Regions from separate parts of the Mus musculus genome. Here region 1 is linked to region 2. The links are chromatin contacts, called in public Hi-C maps. All regions are on one chromosome and are shown on one strand. The core of a region is the stretch at or near the end of the contact, and the rest is flanking DNA. Distances in the headings are between cores, read along the strand shown.

Region 1 (3,760 bases), core at 914-3,413, 390 kb before region 2:
TCATAAAGAGAGAAATGCTACAATGTAAACAATACATTATGTTTCATCTTTCCAAGAGATATTGTAGACTTAAGTGTTAGTATTGGGGGAAAAGAAAACACTAGAAAAGGAGAAATTCAAGGAAAGCTTATTACAGCTGGTTTCATTTGACAAAGAGTCTGCTTATGCTTCAGGCTTAAATATGAACAGTGATTCAACTGACATGATTCTTATACCATTGATTACATAAGAAAATGGGAAAGATGACTTATTTTTGAATAAATAACATTTCAGGTGCCAACAAACAATGCTCTGTGTTACCATATATCTTCCATACTTATTTGTATACCCCATCCTCTCTCATTCTGTACCTGTTATCCTCAATGTGAAAAAGTATTTGCATGTGTGTGTGTGTGTGTGTGTGTGTGTGTGTGTGTTGATATCACACACCCTTACATATTAAAACACTAGGAAAAGACAGTTCTGATAAGTTTACTCATAGTTCAATGTTGAAAGTTAACTACAACCATGTTCTGTCCTGTGATTGGTTCTGTAGGTTTGAGGTCCCACTGTGGAATTATCAGGCAGGAAATACAGCTTTTGTGCAGTAGGTGGAGCTGCTTTATCAGGCTGAAGTAGAACTACGTTGTCAGTCATTTAATTCAAGAATGAATAAAACATTTTCCTTGTTACATTTGCATAGTTCTCAAAGAACATGTATCTACTGCTTAAGCATCTTGAATCACACTCTCCCATGCCAAAGGGGTAGTAGCTTGCTCAGGGGTGTGATGTGCTCTTTCTACTTTGAAAACAAAAAGCTAACTTAAGTGTATAGGTTTTTGTCCTTGAATGAGCTTGTCAATTCAAGCGAAATACAGCTGTTTGCTTTTCTTAAAGGTTTTTGAAAGTGGAAGCTTCACAGGCCACTTATAAATTTCAGAATGAGAGAGTGTGGGATAGAGGAAAGTAGAAGAGAGAGGGACAGAGGTGGAAACAAAAGAGAGAAAGATAGAGACCATTTCTAGTTTTACTAGAATAGGGATAGAAATACAAAGGTACTCTAAACTGAAGAGAAACAGGAGGCATTTCACTCACTAGCAACATTCCAGCATCTCCATTTAATACCACACATTCTATAAAAAAATAGTGATTATATACTTTTGATTATAATTTAAGAAAAATGAGAATTTAGAAGACCGTTATAATTGAAGAGTTGGAAGTGTTTGAGCATGGTAAGATGACTTGAGGAAGACAGTATGCTTTCTATGGAGACACACAAGGCATCAAGGAAGGTAACAGATATGTATCTTTTATAAAGAGAAACTATCAGCTCTGCCAGTAGTTAAAGGAACTGCCCCAGCCAACTGCAATGACTACATGTTTCTTTCCCATGTTAACACCCAGTGCACTCTGCAAATCCCAAGTTCTGACGTGAGCACATTAGGCTATGGAGGGCCAGAGAGAGGCAGAGTTCAGATCGTAAATGGTCTTCCTACTACAATGAACATTTCATGGCGTTCTTACAAGGAGCAAACTATGCTTCCATTTTCTTATTAAAGCTGATGATTGGTTGGGGGAAAAGAGCTCACTCTTCTCACATTGCTGTCATGTCCTTCCATAGTCCCCCATTTGCATGGTGGCTGTTTTGTGCTTCACACAAAACCATCTCTTTTTACATTGTGGTCAAAGTAAAAATCTATGCATGCACTCACATGTACTTTCCTGAGTTTAGTTTTTTTTCCACTTTACACATGTGTATGACCACACATGTATGATCATGTGTATACGTGGGAAAACACATTGGTAAGATGTGCCTAGGAAGCAGAGCACCTGTGCTTGCATCATGGTTTGCCACCACATCAGTACCTCATAGCTCATCACCTTGGCAGTCCCTGAATTGTAGTTCTCTCATGGGCTTCCTTCAGCAGCAGATGAAAAAATGAAGAGAATGTTTTAGTATCTTCATAAAAACTTGCTGAGACTCCTTAACCCTGAGACCAACAAGCAGAATTTTTCCTCAGGAAAACATAAAATGCATGTGGCTTAGCTGAGCTTTTCCTGAGCTCTGATGGAACCTGGAAGCCATCCAGGCAGATCTCTGCTTCCCAGCCTTTTACAGCCTTCTCTAATGTATTCAAGTGAAACTAGCTAAAGGATTCAAAGGATGACTGCTGGGTGCCCTCCCTCCCCTCCACACACCATCTATTTCCTGTACAGGATGTCCGTGTCCTCTGAGCTCAATGGCTCTTATGTTACTCGGGAGAAAAATAAAAGGGCCATGTAGCAACCAACTGTAGCGTGGTGTAATGCTGTCCTGCCAATTGCTGAGCCATTTTCTTCTCAGGTATTTGATTTTTCTCTCCTCATTTAAAATAATTAACTCCACAAAAGCATGTAGACAGTCTTAATTTTGGGATCACAACTTTTCAGATATGGGGGGGGGAAGAAAAGCTAAAAAGATCGAATAGCCACTAAATGCCCTACAAAGAGCTGAGAGATGTCTCAGCTCTGTTCATTTTCTCATGAATTTCTATGAAGAGGAACAGCTGAAGTAGCTCCAAAGGAAGCTGACAAAATGCCCAATGGTTTGAGGTAAACACAAACCAATCTGTATCCAACATGTGTTTTATATTACACACAAATCTCACTTAATACCAAAATGAAAACACCTTCATGGTTGAGTGTTAAGGACAGGAGATGGGGATGGGGATCTATACTCTTAGAATGTCCCTTTCAAAAACCCACATGCTATGACAGCAAAGTTACAGCTCTTTCTGAGCCCCTCTGTGTGAGCATGTGTTGAAAATTCAACTTTTCGGTGTGCACACGTGAACAGTATTCTAGTCATCAATATGAGCATGGAAGGGTAAATTACTGGGGAGCATGCCTCAGCACAAGGTACAGCGAGTTTCTTTGTGTGAGTCAATACATGTGGCCAATGTTAATCATAAGCCTAGACACCGGCCCTCTTGAGGCCTCTAATCTAGACATATCCTAAGGGGAAAATAGAAAAAGCAGGTTAAATCCTGACAGCGATAGGCAATTGAGGAAAAGGAGCGTGTGCTGGGGTCTGGCTGCTTCATAGTTATTTCTGCAGGCTGAGGGTGTTCTCTTCCTGTTCTTGCCTTTATGATTCATTTCCTAACTGTGGTCCAGGAATTGAAAACTCAATTTGCATTTATCTTACCCTAATAAATACTGATTTGGCTTCCTTACATTACCGACTGTATTAGTCAAAATACAATGACCTAGAAAAGAGCAAAGTTCTATCTATGTTGCCTAAAAGCTTTGAAATATCTAGTCCCAGGCTGACTAAATCCATTACTCTATGGTGGGCTTCCTTGTGACAATGACAGAGAGTATGGGTGAAGTACATTGCTCATTCCATAGCTAGACGGCTAAAGAGGGAAATGGAGAGAGTGGTTCTCCAAACACCCTAGGGGCCAAATCCCTAATAACTTAAATACTTCTCATGGGGTCTGATCTCCTGGAGACTCCATCACCTCCCAGGAGTGGTGCACAAAGGATCAAGCCTTTAACAAATAGCAGAGATTCAGATCCAAGCCACAGAGCTACTCCTTTGCTTTCACACAGCCACCATGAGAGATGTGATTTCATGAGGTCACAATGATCCTATCTTGTGTTTTGATGAGTGTAACGATATTTGTACCACACTGCTCCTAACCTAGATGACTCAGATAAGCTGAGATGTAGGCATTTGATGCAATAAATGCTGCTCATTATACTGATCTATTTTCTAGAAATGTCATTACTATGCTGC
Region 2 (4,196 bases), core at 306-2,805:
AATAAGTATTCACTACACTTCTCCTCGTAGTTTTGGAAACACAGTAAAAAACAACACAAGAGAGGTGACTAACCAAGCAAGGTCCTGACTGATAAGAGACACCTGCTCTGGGGTACTGGTTAGTTCATATTGTTGTTCCACCTATAGGGTTGCAGACCCCTTTAGCTACTTGGGTACTTTCTCTAGCTCCTCCATTGGGGGCCCTGTGTTCCATCCAGTAGCTGACTGTGAGCATCCACTTCTGTGTTTGCCAGGTACCAGCATAGCCTCACAAGAGACAGCTATATCAGAGTCCTTTCAGCAAAATCTTGCTGGCATATTGCAATGGTGTCTGCTTTTGGAGGCTGATTATGGGTCTCTAGCTGCATATGTAGCAGAAGATGGCCTAGTCAGCCATCATTGGGAAGAGAGGTCCCTTGGTCTTGAAAACTTTATATTCCCCAGTACAGGGGAACACCAGGGCCAAGAAATGGGAGTGGGTGGGTAGGGGAGGGTGGTATGGGGGACTTTCAGGATAGCATTTGAAATGCAAATGAATAAAATACCTAATAAAAATGGAATGAAAAAGAGAGAGATAGCTGCTGCCCACTTTGGCTCTAAGGAAAAAGAGTCATGGGACATAGAGAGTCTTGGTAACTCTCCTCTCTATAAAAGTCTATGAAAATTCCCTCAATAAACATGTTTTTTCCAAAGTACATAATATACTAGCTCACCTATAATTTTGAAAATATATTATTTTGCTTCCATAGTTGCTCCTTTATCTAAAAATTTATTGTATCTACTCCAAAACTCAGCCAAAATAATAAATCTTTCTGCCCAACCCTAGGAATGACTCAGTACATAAATAATATTATATGTGGCTTTGGATGTATGAAACTTCATCTTCCTTGATTTTGTTTTTCTATGTAAGGCATAAAATGAAACTTAACATACAATATAATAAATAGTTTGTTTTGAGTAAGAATATTTTTTTCAAAACCAATAATTCTGTCCTTACCTTTCATAAGTTTTAATTTTTGTTGTTTTTCATGAAATTTGGAAGGCTAACTTTATATTACATTTGTGTTCCTATCTGTTGTCAGGCAATCTAAGCTTTGTTGTTGCCACAGACAGCAGACGGGCAAGCATTATTTATCCACTGACTTTGAAATGAGCAATGGCTTGACTTCAAACATTTATTTTATTGGCCAAGTACCTCAGGGTAGGGCCTTTCCTCATTTGTTGTTTGCATATACATTCTCTGGTGATGTTAAGGAAGCAAAAGGTCTAAGTCAAATGTTATTCTTAGAATCAAAACTCATGTTCATAATATGTGTGGCTGGCATTCAATACTTAGTGTCTTACATTACATGACACTGAAACAAAAAAATTTACGTACTTAAAATAATCTATTTACACCTTTGTTAACTGATCTAAATGTTAGCAACCATTATCAGATAGCTAGATATGCAGTTTTATTGAAACCAAGTTACTGCTTATTCTAGCTTCAACTGTCAACTTCACACACACTTGATTTCTCAGAAGGGAAACACAGCTGGGGAATTCCCTAGACCAAATTGGCCTGTAACCATGTGGGTGGGGGATTGTCTTGATTTCTAACTGGCAATGGAGAGCTCAGCCCTCTGTGGGTGTTATAATTTTTTGGACAGGAGGTCCTGAGCTGTATGAGGAAGCCAGCTGAGGATGAGCCTCCATGAGTCAAGAAGCACCTTTCCCCTGGAGTTTCTGCTGTACTCACTTGGATGCGCTTTAGTTACCTAGTCCAGAGAAACACTGCATAAAATAGAAAGTAGGCTTGACTTTGATTTCCTGCCTGGACTTCCAGCAGTGATGGACTATGACCTGACAACATAAATCAAATAGAAGCTTTTACCTACTAAGTTACTTTTGGTCAAAGTGCCTTATCCCAGCTACAGAAATGAGATAGACCCTGTTTTAATGTGCAATTTAAAGTTGTGGTCATTGGCCTTTGCCCAAAATTGAAATGACTCTTTAGAAGCATGAGAATGTTGCTGCTAGTTGAGTTTGATTATGCTTATCAGCAAAAAGTGGAAAGATAATTGAACTGCATTTATAACACACACACACATACACACACAAGCACACAGACAAACATACACACACACACACACACACACACACACGGCCTTGGACATCCACTTTGAGCATATCCAGACTCCCCTCAGCACACTATGTATTTGTTCTGTGATGTGATTTGTTCTGTTCCACTTGTAGTCCCCACATTTTATACAGATTTACTGTAGGGTTGTGCTAAAATGCATGCACTTAACAACTGTGATCAACTTTTAACAAGTAGTGACTACTCACATTGGGTATGTCTCCTGCTCTGTTTCCTCACACACTGATTTTGTCTTGTAACCAGGGACCACTGAACAGTTGCATAGAGGTTGTGTTATAATGTAAGTGACAACATTGCCATGTTGGCTAATATTTTTAAAGTTTTAAAAGAAGTGATCAAGTCAATAACACTTAAATATCAGGACAATGAGTGTAGTCCATAGATTGTGCAGGAAAATGCAAGTAGTAAATTTTGACTAAAATTGGCGAGTTCTGAGTCATCACTGGTTCTGAAGGTGATGGCAATGGGCAGTGGGAGAAATAGGTTCTTATTGCAATGAGAGAGTGGAGTGATAGGGTCCTTAAAGGAAGTCCAGCATACTCACCTTGTACAGAGACTGGAGAACTACATACAAGATGTTGCTCTCATGAACAATGGAAAAAATTACCAGTGGAAAGAAGAGAGAAGCAGGCATGGGGGAGAATGCCTACCAAGCCTTAGCAACTAGCTATTAGCTGAAAATGCAGGAGGAAATTAAAGCAGCTCTCTAATTGAAGAATTGTTTCCAAATAGCTTCAAAATCACTCCAAATAAATACTTCAAATTATTTCATAATTTACCAATAAAATTTGAAGAAAATAGTATAAAACTGAATTGGGTACAAGTTTAAGATGGAACCATTCTTTTAAAAAAATGTATCATTTTTATGACCTTCTATCAACTTTAAACCACACTGGAATATCTTTCTGTATACTTAAACAAAATCTAAACAACACCATTCTCATCTGAAACTGAGGATTTTGCAAAACAGAACTGTTCACTGCACATGACCTTTACACGATAGGAAGCAAATAGCACAGCTTGGTCTTGATTGCTAATCATCCACTCAGCCCTTACATAAGTGGTGTGCTATACTCCTTCTTTGTGATCATTATTTTTTAAACACTGAACATACTCAATACCCACTGCTAAATTGATTAAATCTACATGGCACGAAGGGCAGCCAACAATCTGGAGTGTTTTTAAAAATGGGGATTCATTAAAAATTATTTATTGCAAATTCTATGACAGGAATCAACAAAAAATAATGTTGACATTCTAGCTATGATCTAGAGAATTCATCAGCAGTACATGTACATGAGTATATATTCATATCAAACAAGGTCTTGATTGTAGATATTCACTCCTAGAACTACACTTCGAGCCATAAGCTTTCAAGCAAACACACATTCATTTGCCTGAATGCTCATAACACTAAAAACATTAGTTCCTTAGTGATACTATAAAAAGATGCCTTGTGTATGGTAGTTGAAGAAAATATGACTCATCTTAACTTCTATCTGAATTAACTTGAAGACTCTTGTGTTCTTTAGCATTATATCATTTTGACCAAATAGCTGAGGAAAGCAGTTTCAAGAAGGAAGGGTTTACTTTGGCCTATTGTTTCAGAGAGTTAAAATTTGATGACTCAATTCTGAGTCTCAGTGAGGCAGAACATTCTAGTAAGGAAAAACTGGAGAAAATTTTGTTAACCTCTAAACAGCCACTAATAAGTGGCCAATGGAGGAGAGACCAAGGATCAAGAACAAACACTCCCTTCAAAAGCAAATTCCAGAAATCTATGTATTCAAGCTGAGTCCCATTCTCTAAAATTTCCACTGTCTCCCAAAATAAAGTAAACAGCCGGGAACCAAGAATTCAACACATGAACCTGTCAGATAATTTTGAATCAAACCGGAACAGTTCTCTTATGAAAACTGAGAAATGTCTAAATTTCACAGTGGCAAATAGCCCAGTTGAAACTGTAACATTCCTAAAAGGACTCATATCTTTTTTTTTTGTATTGCAGACAAGGGAGTGAAGGTTATGGGAATAAAAATATTTATCCAGAATTACT

Evidence for each region. Hi-C and Micro-C count contacts between places; a contact is called where the count stands out from the background.
Region 1: a Hi-C map of group 2 innate lymphoid cells shows a contact between it and region 2, with 4 times the contacts expected there. The contact joins two enhancer-like sites. A contact is called at or near these places in 3 of 484 Hi-C or Micro-C datasets (the G1E-ER4 cell line, cortical neurons and group 2 innate lymphoid cells).

Annotation. Positions count from the first base shown.
Region 1 is chr8:82,025,959-82,029,718 of GRCm38.p6, reverse strand. The region is part of intron 17 of Inpp4b (inositol polyphosphate-4-phosphatase, type II); the gene reads right to left. Among named protein-coding and RNA genes, the nearest start is that of Gm25267, 120 kb to the left of the region's middle. Within about 2 kb of position 2,163, at least 35 of the 459 cell types and tissues checked have an H3K27ac peak or open chromatin away from gene starts, as enhancers often do. A contact at or near this core is called in group 2 innate lymphoid cells, where this site is marked.
Region 2 is chr8:81,633,745-81,637,940 of GRCm38.p6, reverse strand. All of the region lies in intron 2 of Inpp4b (inositol polyphosphate-4-phosphatase, type II), which reads right to left. Among named protein-coding and RNA genes, the nearest start is that of Gm51582, 290 kb to the right of the region's middle. Within about 2 kb of position 1,555, at least 33 of the 459 cell types and tissues checked have an H3K27ac peak or open chromatin away from gene starts, as enhancers often do. A contact at or near this core is called in group 2 innate lymphoid cells, where this site is marked.